Linked DNA regions of Mus musculus: all the other regions are linked to region 3. A link is a contact called in public ChIA-PET data. All regions are on one chromosome and are shown on one strand. The core of a region is the stretch at or near the end of the contact, and the rest is flanking DNA. Distances in the headings are between cores, read along the strand shown. Region 1 holds the start of Oas3 (2'-5' oligoadenylate synthetase 3). Region 2 holds the start of Oas1c (2'-5' oligoadenylate synthetase 1C). Region 3 holds the start of Naa25 (N(alpha)-acetyltransferase 25, NatB auxiliary subunit).

Region 1 (3,918 bases), core at 597-3,096, 620 kb before region 3:
CATGGGTGGTTTAGGTTTCCTGGGCTTGTGGTCTGAGGAGAACCACAAGGAAAAGAAGGCGGTGGAGGGGGAGAAGCTGCTGTGGGTTAGGTGAGTCATAGAAACGTGGTCCCGAGGGCTGGCCAATCAGAGTTAAGAGCAGCCCAGATGAAACATAGTAAGTGATAACTTAGGGTTATTGATGGGAAAGTAGATTCTAATAGCATAGAAGGTAGGTATCTGCCCAGCTCTTGTGCTGTTTAAGGCTTACTGTAAATATAAAGGCTGTGTGTGTCTTTTATCTGGGGGCTGAATGATCAAAGGCAGGGTAGAAACTCTACGCTGGGATTAAAAATCTCTACGACAGAGGAGAGGGGGTTCCCAGCTGACATCTCAGGGGCACAATGAGGGTCTTCCCCGCCATCCTGTATTTAGCTCAGTTATGGTTTTCAAACCCATCCCATGAGGAGTTTAAAGAGGTCTTGCTCCATGAACCCTGTTCCTTCCACCCCCACCCCTACCCGATCCTCTTTGGGCGGTTGAAAGGAGACTTTGTAGCCTCTGGTGGACCACACCTGTAACCCCCAGTACACAAGGGCCAAGTTAGGTCTGAAATAATGGCCTGGTGATGTTTATATTACTCACTGCTCATATATTACTCACTGCTCATCAACCCTCACCCGAGGACCTCTCCACTCTCTAATGCAACTGTGCCCTAAACTGTTCCTGGCCTGAGGTATATCGCTTGGGAGACTGGGAGGAGGGGAGAGCCTGTGCAGCTTACAGAAGGCCTGGTCTCTGCTGGTGAAGACTTTCCAGTGGGGCCCACTTCCCTAGGCTCAGTAAGGAAGACCAATAGATTCATTGTTTCCCAGAGTGACCTGTGGCGGATTGTTTCCTGTTAACCCCTGGGGCTTTAGGAGGAGGGATACACATCCCCCATTCCCTAGAAGGAATTCAGCCACACCTGAGATGCAGAAGCAGGCTCTGTCTCCCAGACCCAAGCCTCCTTCCACATCTCCAGCTCAGATGCAGCCTCAGGAACTGTCAGGTGACCCGAGACCTGCCCAGGACAATCTCTAGTCTCACTGTGCCCCTCCTAGGTCCCTATGATGCCCCTGCATCAGCAGGTTTACCAGGCTTAAGGCGGCTCAGAGTTTATCTCCCCCTAGTTCTCTGAGAAGCCAAAGGTTCTTGGGCGGCCTGGCAGGATGCCCAGGTGACACAGTGTGGCTTAGAGTAGCAGCTCAGCTCCACTCAGCCTCAGTTTCCCCACTCCTAAAGCTGGCAGTAATCCCTACCTCAGGTGCCATGTTGGTGAGGGAGTCTGTGTGCTTTAGCCGGGTCATGTTCTTTTTCTCAAAGACTGGGTCCCAATGGGTGTGAGTGCGTGATCCCCCTGCCTCAGATCAGCGAGGCTCAGGCAGTGTGAAGTTAGAGTCTGAGTGATTGAGTGAATGAGTGAATGAGACAGCCTTTAGGAGAGCATAGGAAGCCATCAGGTGACCCAGTGTGGCCCTGGCTGGGCCTTTACCCTGGAAGTGTAACTTGGGTTTTGATGCCTCAGTTTCCCCACAGACTGGCTGGTTATAGCAACACCTGAGCCATCCCTCAAGAAGACCCTGAAGGTGTTTGCCCTGGGGTGCCCCACCCTCTCACCTTGGCAATCCTTATCACTCTTGGTCTCTGTGACCCTCGGGCTCTGTGCTGCTGTAGGGTGATGTTTAGCGACCCCAGAGCACCCCGTACGGCTGCTGTGAACTCAGGGGCTGGGTGCAGGTTGTGGGCCACCAGCTTATCCAGAGCTCCGGCTGGCGTGTGGAACAGGTCCATGTTGACCGGTACTCTCAGTAGAGTTTCGTTTCTCTCCAGGGCTTCTTGGGGGTGTTCCTGAGGTGACAGTGGGTGTGTTCCCTGAGTCACCTCCCTTCACTTTCGTTTTCTCCTCCCTGCTGAGTTCCTCTCTTCCCTGACTCAGGCTCAGGGTGTTTGTTGAGATTATCTGTTTATGGTTCTGCTGTCTCCTGGTGTGACTTCTGACCCTCTGGGCAGCCTGGGAACATTGGGGACCAGGCTCACAGGTCCCCTAGGTCCCCTGAGGCTTCCTGACCTCCTATTTGGGGACCCAAGATAGGCTGCCACAGAGCACCTCAGAGCCAGGCCTGAGGAAGCAGAGCCCCCCACAGTCCTCCCCACCCAAGTTCTCATCTATTGTTTTGCTGTGCTGCCCTGTGTTAACCTCTCTGGGCCTCAGTTTTTTCCATCTGTAAAAATGGGGTTATATTAATGAGCCTCCATTAAATGCCTGGTAGTGGTCTTAACATAAGTATGCAGGGTGGCAGATGGACAGAGAGGTTGAGTAAGTCATCTAGCATCACACAGCATGACTGTCAGAGTTAGAATCTGAACCCAGGTCTTCCAGTCCCAGGCATCCTGACTTTTTGCTCCTTGCTCTGCTGAGGCACAACGATGCTCCAAGAGGAGACATCAGATTGATGAGTGTGAGGCCCTTGGCTGGGGCTGCACAAAGGACTAAGGTAAGAAATGAGGGCTTCTGTGCTTAGCGCCCTGTTTGTGGGAGGAGATGCTGAAGACAGAAGCAAGGGCAAGTTCAGATTGGAGGCCAAGTGATGGTTCTGCTGCACGCCTGCGTGTTTGTGTGTGTGCATGTGTCTGTGTGTGTGTGTAGGGCATGTGTGTCGGAACATGTGTGTCTGTACTTGTGTGCGCGTGCATGTGCATATGTGTTCACACATGTGTATGTGTGCATGTGAGTGTCTGTCTGTGTATGTATTCATACGTCTGTACATGTGCACATGTGTGCGTGTACATGCGTGTCTGCATCTCTGTGTATGTGTGTGTGCGTGTGTGTCTGCCAGCCAAAACTGCACAAGTGTGGAACAGAGAGTCCGGTTTGTGTGTGTTGAGAACCTAGTGTCTTCAAGTGCTAATCACAGCTGACAGTGTGTGTGTGTGTGTGTGTGTGTGTGTGTGTGAGAGAGAGAGAGAGAGAGAGAGAGAGAGAACTGATATGAATAGGCTATAGTCTGGGGGGCACGATTTGAACACTCCAGGACAGAATATCTTTTTAGATGACAGTGTAATGATGTGGCCATCTAAACCCATCACCTGCCTCAGTCATCACACAGCTTGGCTCTGTTCACTGGAAGAGGCCATGGCCCTGGGGATTGAAAGGATCCAAAGGCATCCTTAGTCTCCTGTGGTCACTTTAGCTGGGGAATAAAGTAAGGGGGTTTCGAGCTATGCCAAACAGCTAGGCAGTCAAAGATAAGTGGGGAAGGCACATGTCATAGCCACATCCTGTGCCTGGGAGCCCTGGGAATCTGTTCTGTTTTAGAGCAGCGAGTGCAGACTGACACACCCTGCCCACCCACCTCCTAGCACCTTTGTTTCCTGTAAGATCTGCTGGGTCCAGGGTTACTGATCTACACATGTCTAGAAGGGACCAAGGAGCTGGGATGTTCCCTGGCCTTTCTTCAAGAGGAGAAAGGACTCTCAGGACCTCAAGGTGCAATCTTATTAGGAGATGAGGCTGTGCTCAAGGACAGTCATTAGGATAGGTCCTGGCCTGAGGCAGCTGGGCTTCTCCTGTGACAGAGTCAGTGGTCAGAGTGTGGTGGTGGTGGTGGTGGTGGTGGTGGTGGGTGGAGGCAGAGGTAGGACAGCAGAACCCAGCAGAAGATAGAATCTCACTTGCAACCTGGGAGGGGAGCTGCCTGCTGATGTCTAGACTTGTGGTTTGTAACCCAGACCCTTGAAGGTCTTTAACCTCACCCCCACCCACACTGTCACTTTGCCACAGGCGTATTTACACAGTTTGTCCCCACAGCCCCTATGAAATGGACCTGGCCCCTTTGCCTTCCTAGTGACTCTGGGTCTGTCGCTCACACACCATCTGCTTCTCTTATTTCTGTTTCT
Region 2 (3,711 bases), core at 861-3,360, 590 kb before region 3:
CAAGAACAAAAAGGGTCACTGAGTCACTGAGATAGCTCAGAGGGCACAGGTGTTTGTCACCAAGGCTGGTGGCCTGAGTTTGGTCCCCAGGACCTACGTGGTGGAAGGAGAGAGAGCCGACTTCTACATGCTGTCCTCTGACCTCACATACTCACACACAGGAAATAAATGTATAGACTATCTAAAGCACGATTAGCTTGGTGCTCCCCCAGATCTGCTCAGGACTCTCAGCTGGCCTCCCGTCCTCCCATCCTGGCACTTGTGGGAGGGGCCTTCAGCATCCCAGTTCCCTCAGAATCCACCATGCCTCCCAATGAGGCCAAGAAGATTGTACCTGGGGTCTGGGGAGATGGCTCAGAGGAGGGCCAGGCACTGGATGCTCTTGCAGAGGACCTGGGCTCACTTCCCAGATTTATTTGGTGGCTCACAAAAACCAACAACAATTTGTTGTTGTTTATTTTTCAAGACGGGATCTCACCACTGAGCTCTGACTATCATGGAACTCACTCTGTAGACCAGGCTAGCCAAAAAAAAAAAAAAAAAAAAAAAAAAAAAAAAAAACACAGAGGTCCAACTTCCTCTGACCCCAGAGTGCTGGGATCAAAGGCCTGTGACACTACACCTGGCTGACCAAAAGGAATTTAAAGCAGCTGACACTTTGTGCTGAGGGCTCACCTCTGACCTGGAATGACACAACTTTGGTCAGTGGAACTTCCCGCTCCTGTTTCTTTAAGGAAAGAACTGTGTTACTGCCCAGAGTGTGCTCTCAGCCACAGCATTGGGCAGGATCCTTTTTTTTTTTTTCCATTCATTTCTTCATCTGTTTTAGGGTTTTTTCCCCCTCACACTCTGGAGTGAATCCAGCTGTAGTGTAGCCCAGGATGGACCAGCCTCCACTATCCATCCTCCTGCATCAGCCTCTGCCTGCTGAACTGCTAGGGCCACCCACAATGCTGTTTTTCTTCCCTGTTTTCCTGCATGTGAAGGGCTAATGACCTAGAAGCCCCAGGCAGTCTGAGTGACTCCCTGCAGGAGGAGATATGGTGCTGATGTCAGTGTGCAGTGAGGATCAGGGAGGCCAACGGGGTAAGCACCCCACCAAAATCCACCAGCTTGGGGAAGCAGGACTAGGTCTGCAGACCCCCAAAGGTCCCATTTCCACCCTAATCCCCTGGAGCTCCCTGTGCCCGGTGAGCAGTCTCCACTAGCAATGGCTTCCTTCCTGGAGATGCATAAAGGCCAATCCTGCTCTTGCAGAAGGCCAGACTCTTTATTTCCTCATCGAAGTACATCCTGGTTAATGCTCGGGTGTGCACATGTGAGTATACACTTGTTTGTGTATTTGTGTGCATATGTGCACAGGCAAGCTCAGGAGTGTATTTAGTGTGTGCATGCCCTGTGCGTGTGCATGTGAATGTGTGTGTGTGTGTGTGTGTGTGTGTGTGTTTGGGACCTGCCATGTCAGTTCTCAGAATTGGAACTGGAAGCACAGCCCGAGCTCTTAAACTCTGAGCCCTCTCTCTGCCCTCTAAACAAGAGATGAGAAGATGGAGGCAGGGGTTGGAGGGCATCAAACTGTTTTGATGAGGCCTTGGGTATGTCACCCAAAGGTGATTTTCAACCTTGCCAGGGCCCTGAAAGACAGCTCATTTTAATAGTCACTGCTGACCTGTACTGTCCCCAGCTTGGTGGTACGGCCTGTACTTCACCCTTGGGGATGCCCAGACCCCACCCTCACCCAGACCCCCTGCACCACAGGGGAAAATGTAGGGTGTGAGTAGGAGAGGGGGCTTCTGGGAAGTCTGAGCTTTCTGTTAGAATTGTCTGTAATCCTAGACCTGCAAGTCCAGAGGTAAAGGAAAAACAAAACCTGGGGAGGTGCTGTTCTTAAAAAGAAAAAAAAAAAAAGCAGTTCCGCCTAAAACGTTTGCAGGAGATGGAAGCCGAGCTCAGGAGCCACCAGCCACCTTCTGTGGTTTCCTGATTCCGTTTCCCTTCTTCTACGTGCACAGATTGTTCCTAAAACGTACCGTGTAACAGCCTTTTTTCCAGAAGAAATCCCGAGAAAGCCAGGTCAGTTTCCTTACACATTCTTCCCTGGGCCGGATCTTAAGAAAGCTCAGGCTTGGATGGGGAGGTACCTGTTCAGAAGCCCTAACGCCATTGGCTGCTCGGGCCTGGATGATTTGCATATCCGCGCCCTTCCCGGGAAATGGAAACTGAAAGTCCCATTTCTGCTTCAGCCAGCCTAGGAGACACAGGACCTGCTGGCTGCAGAGGTAAAAGCTGGACCTAGGATGGAGCAGGATCTGAGGAGCATCCCGGCCTCGAAGCTTGATAAGTTCATAGAGAACCATCTCCCGGACACCAGCTTCTGTGCTGACCTCAGAGAAGTCATAGATGCCCTGTGTGCTCTCCTGAAGGACAGATCCTTCCGGGGCCCCGTCCGCCGAATGAGGGCCTCTAAAGGGGTCAAGGTGAGCCTTCCTCAGCCTGAGCTGGCCGAGATGAGGTGGGACAGGACTTTCAGAAGCCAGGCTGCAACCCTGATCCCTCCTCTTAATTCTGATCACAGCTGGCGATGGGTTCTTCCCCCCAAGTCCCACATCTGTATTGGAGAAGGAGCCTCAGCTACAGTTTATGTTCCCCACTCCCAGGCCATGTCCATTTCAGAGTCGGGGAAACTGAGGCCCAGAATGGCAAAGCAGTTTTCTGGAAAGTGGAGGGGCAGGTGGTGGGGCAGTGGTAATACAACCTTTGCACTGCTGTGTGACTTAGGGTAACTTAACTACCTTCTCCATGTCCAGTGTTCCACGCCCCAGGAATGATAAGGTCACATAGACTAAGTCAAATGTGACACGGAGGACAGACCAGGACTCGCCTGCTATGTGACTGGATTGATGGACCCTCTCTGGACTCGGTTCCCGGGCTGTCTGTCAAATCACATTTCATGACACTGGTACTTAACTCTCAGACTCTGTGAAGGGTGCAGAAATGAAGTTGTTTTCTTGTTTTCAGTTGACTGTATTTCTACATTTTTAGTTGTGAGTGGGGCTCTGTATGTGTTAGTGCAGGTTTGGTCAGAATTGAAAAGGGGGTGTCAGATCCCTTAGAGCTGCAGTTACATAGGTGGCTCTGAGCTGGCCTGCTTGGGTGCTGGGAACTAAACTGAGGTCATCAGCAGGAACAGCAGGCAGTTTTAGCTACTGACCCACCTCTCCATCCGGAGATGTGACAATTTGTAATGCCCTCTCTCAACAGTAGCTGATGCTCATGTGTGTTAGTGATGATTCTAAGCATTTTATTTAGGGAGGCTTTGTTCAGCATGAATTCTTCTTTTTATGATATTTGTTTTACAGACTTGGATCACCTTTATTGTTTTTTTCAGTTTCTCTATGATGTTATATGTTATTCTATATCACACAAGGCCATCTTCTCTTTAATGATGTCACTTGCGCATATTTCCTCCCAGCTAACAATGCCAACCATGGGACTATGGCTACATTCTCATATATCTGTATTAATTTAGTCATAGTCTCCTTCCAATCTCTACTATCCTTTACCTCCCACCAGACCCTCCCCAGAGATTCACTCTCTGATGGTATGTCACATGTGTGCAGCTAATGTGGGCACTGCATGAGTGCTACTGTACCCTTCCCAAACTCTTCTGTGCTTGTTTCATTTAGACCTCTCCCCCACTCCCATACACAG
Region 3 (3,747 bases), core at 647-3,146:
TGTATGCATACATACAAAAATACTGAAAACATTCTGTGTACTGCCTGGGTCTATGTAGTTAAAAATTCTGAGCCTAGGCAAGTCCTCTGGGTGTGTGCTGATTCAGGCGTGTGTATGTGTGTATGTGTGTCATTTTGAATGTAAACTTTAATTTAAAACATGTGTATAAGCATTTTGTCTGCATGTACAACTAACTGTGCAGCACCTGTATCCAGTGCCCAGAGGCCAGAAGAGGGCCTCAGATTCCCTGCAACTAAAGTTACCGACAGTTGTGGTGCTGGGAACTGAACCTTGGTTTGTTTTCCTTCCATTTTTCCTTCCTTCCTCTTCCTCCTCTTTTTCAAGACAGGGTTTCTCTGTGTAGCCCTGGCTGTCCTGGAACTCACTCTGTAGACCAGGCTGGCCTCAAACTCAGAAATCCACCTGCCTCTGCCTCCCAAGTGCTTGGACTAAAGGCGTGCGCCACCATGCCCTGGCAGCTTTCACATTTTTACAGTGGATTACAACCTTTCTGAAGCTGCAACCTTTTAACACAGGGCCTCATGTTGTGGTGACCCCTACCCCCAACCATGAAATTATTTCATTGCTACTTCATAACTGTAACTTTGCTCATGTTACCAATTGTAAACATCTGAAATAGAATGAATGAGGGTCACGAACCACAGGTTGAGAACCACTGTGGTAGACAGAGAGACCCTCCACACTTTGGGTATTGGAGTGCCCACACACATATATACAGAAACACACATGAAATAACCAATGGTAAGCTTTTAAAACTTGTAAGGGACACATTCAAACAGTTATACATCTGTACAGGGTACTATGTATTGCCCCATACTTGTATACATTGTGTAATGTTTAAATCCCTAAGCTAAATCAGCTCAAACATGTACCATTTCTTCTCCCTCTCTTTTGAGACAGGGTCTTCCTATGTAGCTAGCCCAGTCTGGCCCTTACTAGCCTCTTGTCTTAGCCCCTTCAGTGCGGTAGTTACGGATATACACCTTACATACCGCTAAAGCTACAAGATTCACTGGTCTGTGAAAGTGTTACAAACGCCAAATCCAGTTACATGCAGCTGGAGAAGAGGAGCCATGAACTGAGGGAAAAATTGTTGGGGCAAGGAGGAATGCCAGCCAAATAGGGCAAGCAACCACTTGGTGGGAGAACCTTTTTATTTTTATTTCTATCCATTTCTTTATAGGGACAGGGTCTCTACATAGCCTTGGCTGTCCTGGAACTCATTATGTAGACCAGGCTAACCTCGAACTCAAGGAGATCCGCCTGCCTCTGCCTCCCGAGTGCTGGGGATACCTTTAGCTCCTTGTCATTATCGCCGCCCAAATAGCACTCATAACTCTGGGCCGTGCGAATTGTAAATCTGTACAAAGAAAGCTCATTATACCGTCTAGTGCCGTGGGAATGTTAAAAGCAACCTACTTAAAGAGCTTGCACTAGTGTCTAGCCACGCACAGCACTGAGTTCAGGGAACGGGTGGAGGAGGGCTCGCAGGCTTTTTCTACAGTTTCACTGTTGGGCAAGCACGCTCCCAGGGCTCCCACTCAACAAGTTCCAGGTTGCTTCACCATCAAGGGCCAAAACCAACTGGTTCTTCTAGCTGTTACAGTCAGTGAGATTAAACCGCACTCTCTCTCCACGCCTTCAACCACAACAACCGCCCCTGGGGTCCCGATGACTCCGCAGGCAAAAAAAAAAAAAAAAAAAAAAAAAATCAAACCACAGCGCCAATTAAAGGAGAGGCGAGCCACCCTTTCTACGCAGGCGCACTCCGCCGTACCTCCCCTCCACTATCGCGATAGGTCGGCGAGCTCGACGCTGGCCCTTTAACGGCCCCTTCCCGGGGGCCTGCTCAGCGCTTGCGCACTGAGGTTCTGCGCTTGTCATCATGGCGACGCGGGGCCATGTGCAGGACCCTAACGACCGGCGCCTCCGGCCCATTTACGGTGAGTACCCCGGAGTCGGTCTGTTAGCCACCGCGGCGAGACAAAGCGTGCCCCGGTTCGGGCGAAGGCCAGGGAGGGTCGCTGGGGTCGCGCGCGGGGTGGGGCGGCGAGGGGGCGGACCGCGCGGGGCGCTAGGCCGCAGCCTCGCCCTCGCTTAGGCGCGGACCCCGGCGTCGCTGGACCCGGAGGCGACAAGACAACGGTGGGTGCGCGCCGCTGTCAACTCTGTGCGGATCGCGCCGCCGCTTGGAGACCAGCGCTCCCGGCAGGTTGTTTTATTCCAGCCGCTCCCGAGGAACCCCCGCGCGGTCTTTTCTTGCAGGTGACAAGCGGCTCAGGCGCGACGGTGGGAGCGCTCGCCTCCGGAAGGGAGATACCCCAGTGATGATTGCTCTGGGTACCAGGATGAGGATCCGGGGAGGGCTGTCTTACAGAATGTAGTCTAAGTGCACGTGGGGAAACTGAGACCCGGAGAAGGGAAGGGGCTGATGCAAGGTCACTGAGACCCGAGTCCCATCCTGATGCAGGAACAGCTGTTCTGGGCACACGTGGGAGGCGGGGGGGAGGGGGTCGCGGGCCCCGAATAGCGGGCAAGAGATGGCAGGAGCTGGTGTTGCCGGAGCGGCCGGCCAGGCTGCTGGAATGGAAGGTTTTTTGTTTTTTTTAACCTTTCAGCACCGTGTCTGAGGTTTATTCTCTGCCTCTTGACTTCCTCGTGCTTTTGCTTGCGTTGAACCCTCCTCACGGCGCGCATCCCAAACCCCGCAGGCTTTCAAGATGTGTCTTTATCGTCATCTTCCCACCGTAATAGAATAAAAAGAATCACCAAACTGAGTCAGAGAGAAAACACTTTGCAGTGACTGAGATGTTCTGTTATTGGAAGCGGTGCCTTATTTATTTATTTATTTATTTTATTTAATTTTGCCATGTCTCGCTCGCCTCGTTGATGGTTGTATGGTCTTGTCTCAGGTAATGATGAGGAAGGAAGCTTTATCAAGGTCAGTGCTTTTTTTTTTTTTTTTTTTTTGGCTACAGCAGACCTCACGTTTTCAGTGTGGCTATGGGTTTTGGGCTCTTTCGTTTTTAGGGGTTTTCCTCTCCCCTTGGCAGAATGGGTGCTTGTGTCTCTAGCAAATTGGTACATATGTGGGTTCTTGCTTGCCAGTTTGATGTCTGTGCACCACGTGCATTCCTGGTGCTTGAAGAGGGGCATCAGGATGTCCTGGATCTGTAGTTACAGACTGTTGTAAGCCAGGGTGTAGGTGCTGGGTCTGGAACAAGACCTCTCTATGTAGCCCTCGACTGCGTGGAACTCATAGAAATCACCAGCTTTCTGCCTTCCGAGTGCTGGGATTAAAGGTGCCACCAAACCCAGCTGCTCATTCCTTCCTTTTTTTTGAGACAGGGTTTCTCTGTGTAGCCCTGGCTGTCCTGGAACTCACCTTGTAGACCAGGCTGGCCTCGCTGGCCTCGAACTCAGACATCTGCCCGCCTCTGCTTCCCAAGTGCTGGGATTAAAGGCAGGCACTACCACTGCCCAGTACTCTTTTCTTTTTTTAAGTAACAGGTCTTGAACTCCTTAGGTGGACCAGCTGGACTCAAGCTTTCAGCTCCCCTGCCTGTGGCTCCCAACTGTTGGGATTACAGTCACGTGGCCCTATGCCCAGCAATCATACTTTCATATATGTGTGTGATGAAATTCTTTTTTTATTCCATTTGATGAAGAAATGTTTTTTGGGCGTGTGTGTGTGGTGGAGTGTGGTCACATGAATGACACTGTGAG

What was found. ChIA-PET counts read pairs in DNA pulled down with a chosen protein or histone mark.
Region 1: an RNA polymerase II ChIA-PET map of memory CD8 T cells shows a contact between it and region 3, with 11 read pairs. The contact joins the promoter of Oas3 here to the promoter of Naa25 in region 3. A contact is called at or near these places in 1 of 115 datasets of contacts at active chromatin or transcription factors (memory CD8 T cells) and 1 of 9 other capture datasets (embryonic stem cells).
Region 2: a contact with region 3 is called in an RNA polymerase II ChIA-PET map of memory CD8 T cells, with 10 read pairs. The contact joins the promoter of Oas1c here to the promoter of Naa25 in region 3. A contact is called at or near these places in 2 of 39 promoter capture datasets (cranial neural crest and hippocampal neurons) and 1 of 115 datasets of contacts at active chromatin or transcription factors (memory CD8 T cells).

Annotation. Positions count from the first base shown.
Region 1 is chr5:120,775,813-120,779,730 of GRCm38.p6, forward strand. Oas3 (2'-5' oligoadenylate synthetase 3) reads right to left here and starts at 1,847. Exons shown (of 16, transcript NM_145226.2): 1 at 1,639-1,847. The coding sequence starts at 1,812.
Region 2 is chr5:120,810,404-120,814,114 of GRCm38.p6, forward strand. Oas1c (2'-5' oligoadenylate synthetase 1C) reads right to left here and starts at 2,111. Exons shown (of 7, transcript NM_033541.4): 1 at 2,031-2,111. It also overlaps the pseudogene Oas1b.
Region 3 is chr5:121,396,099-121,399,845 of GRCm38.p6, forward strand. Naa25 (N(alpha)-acetyltransferase 25, NatB auxiliary subunit) reads left to right here and starts at 1,897. Exons shown (of 24, transcript NM_172722.4): 1 at 1,897-1,964. The coding sequence starts at 1,907.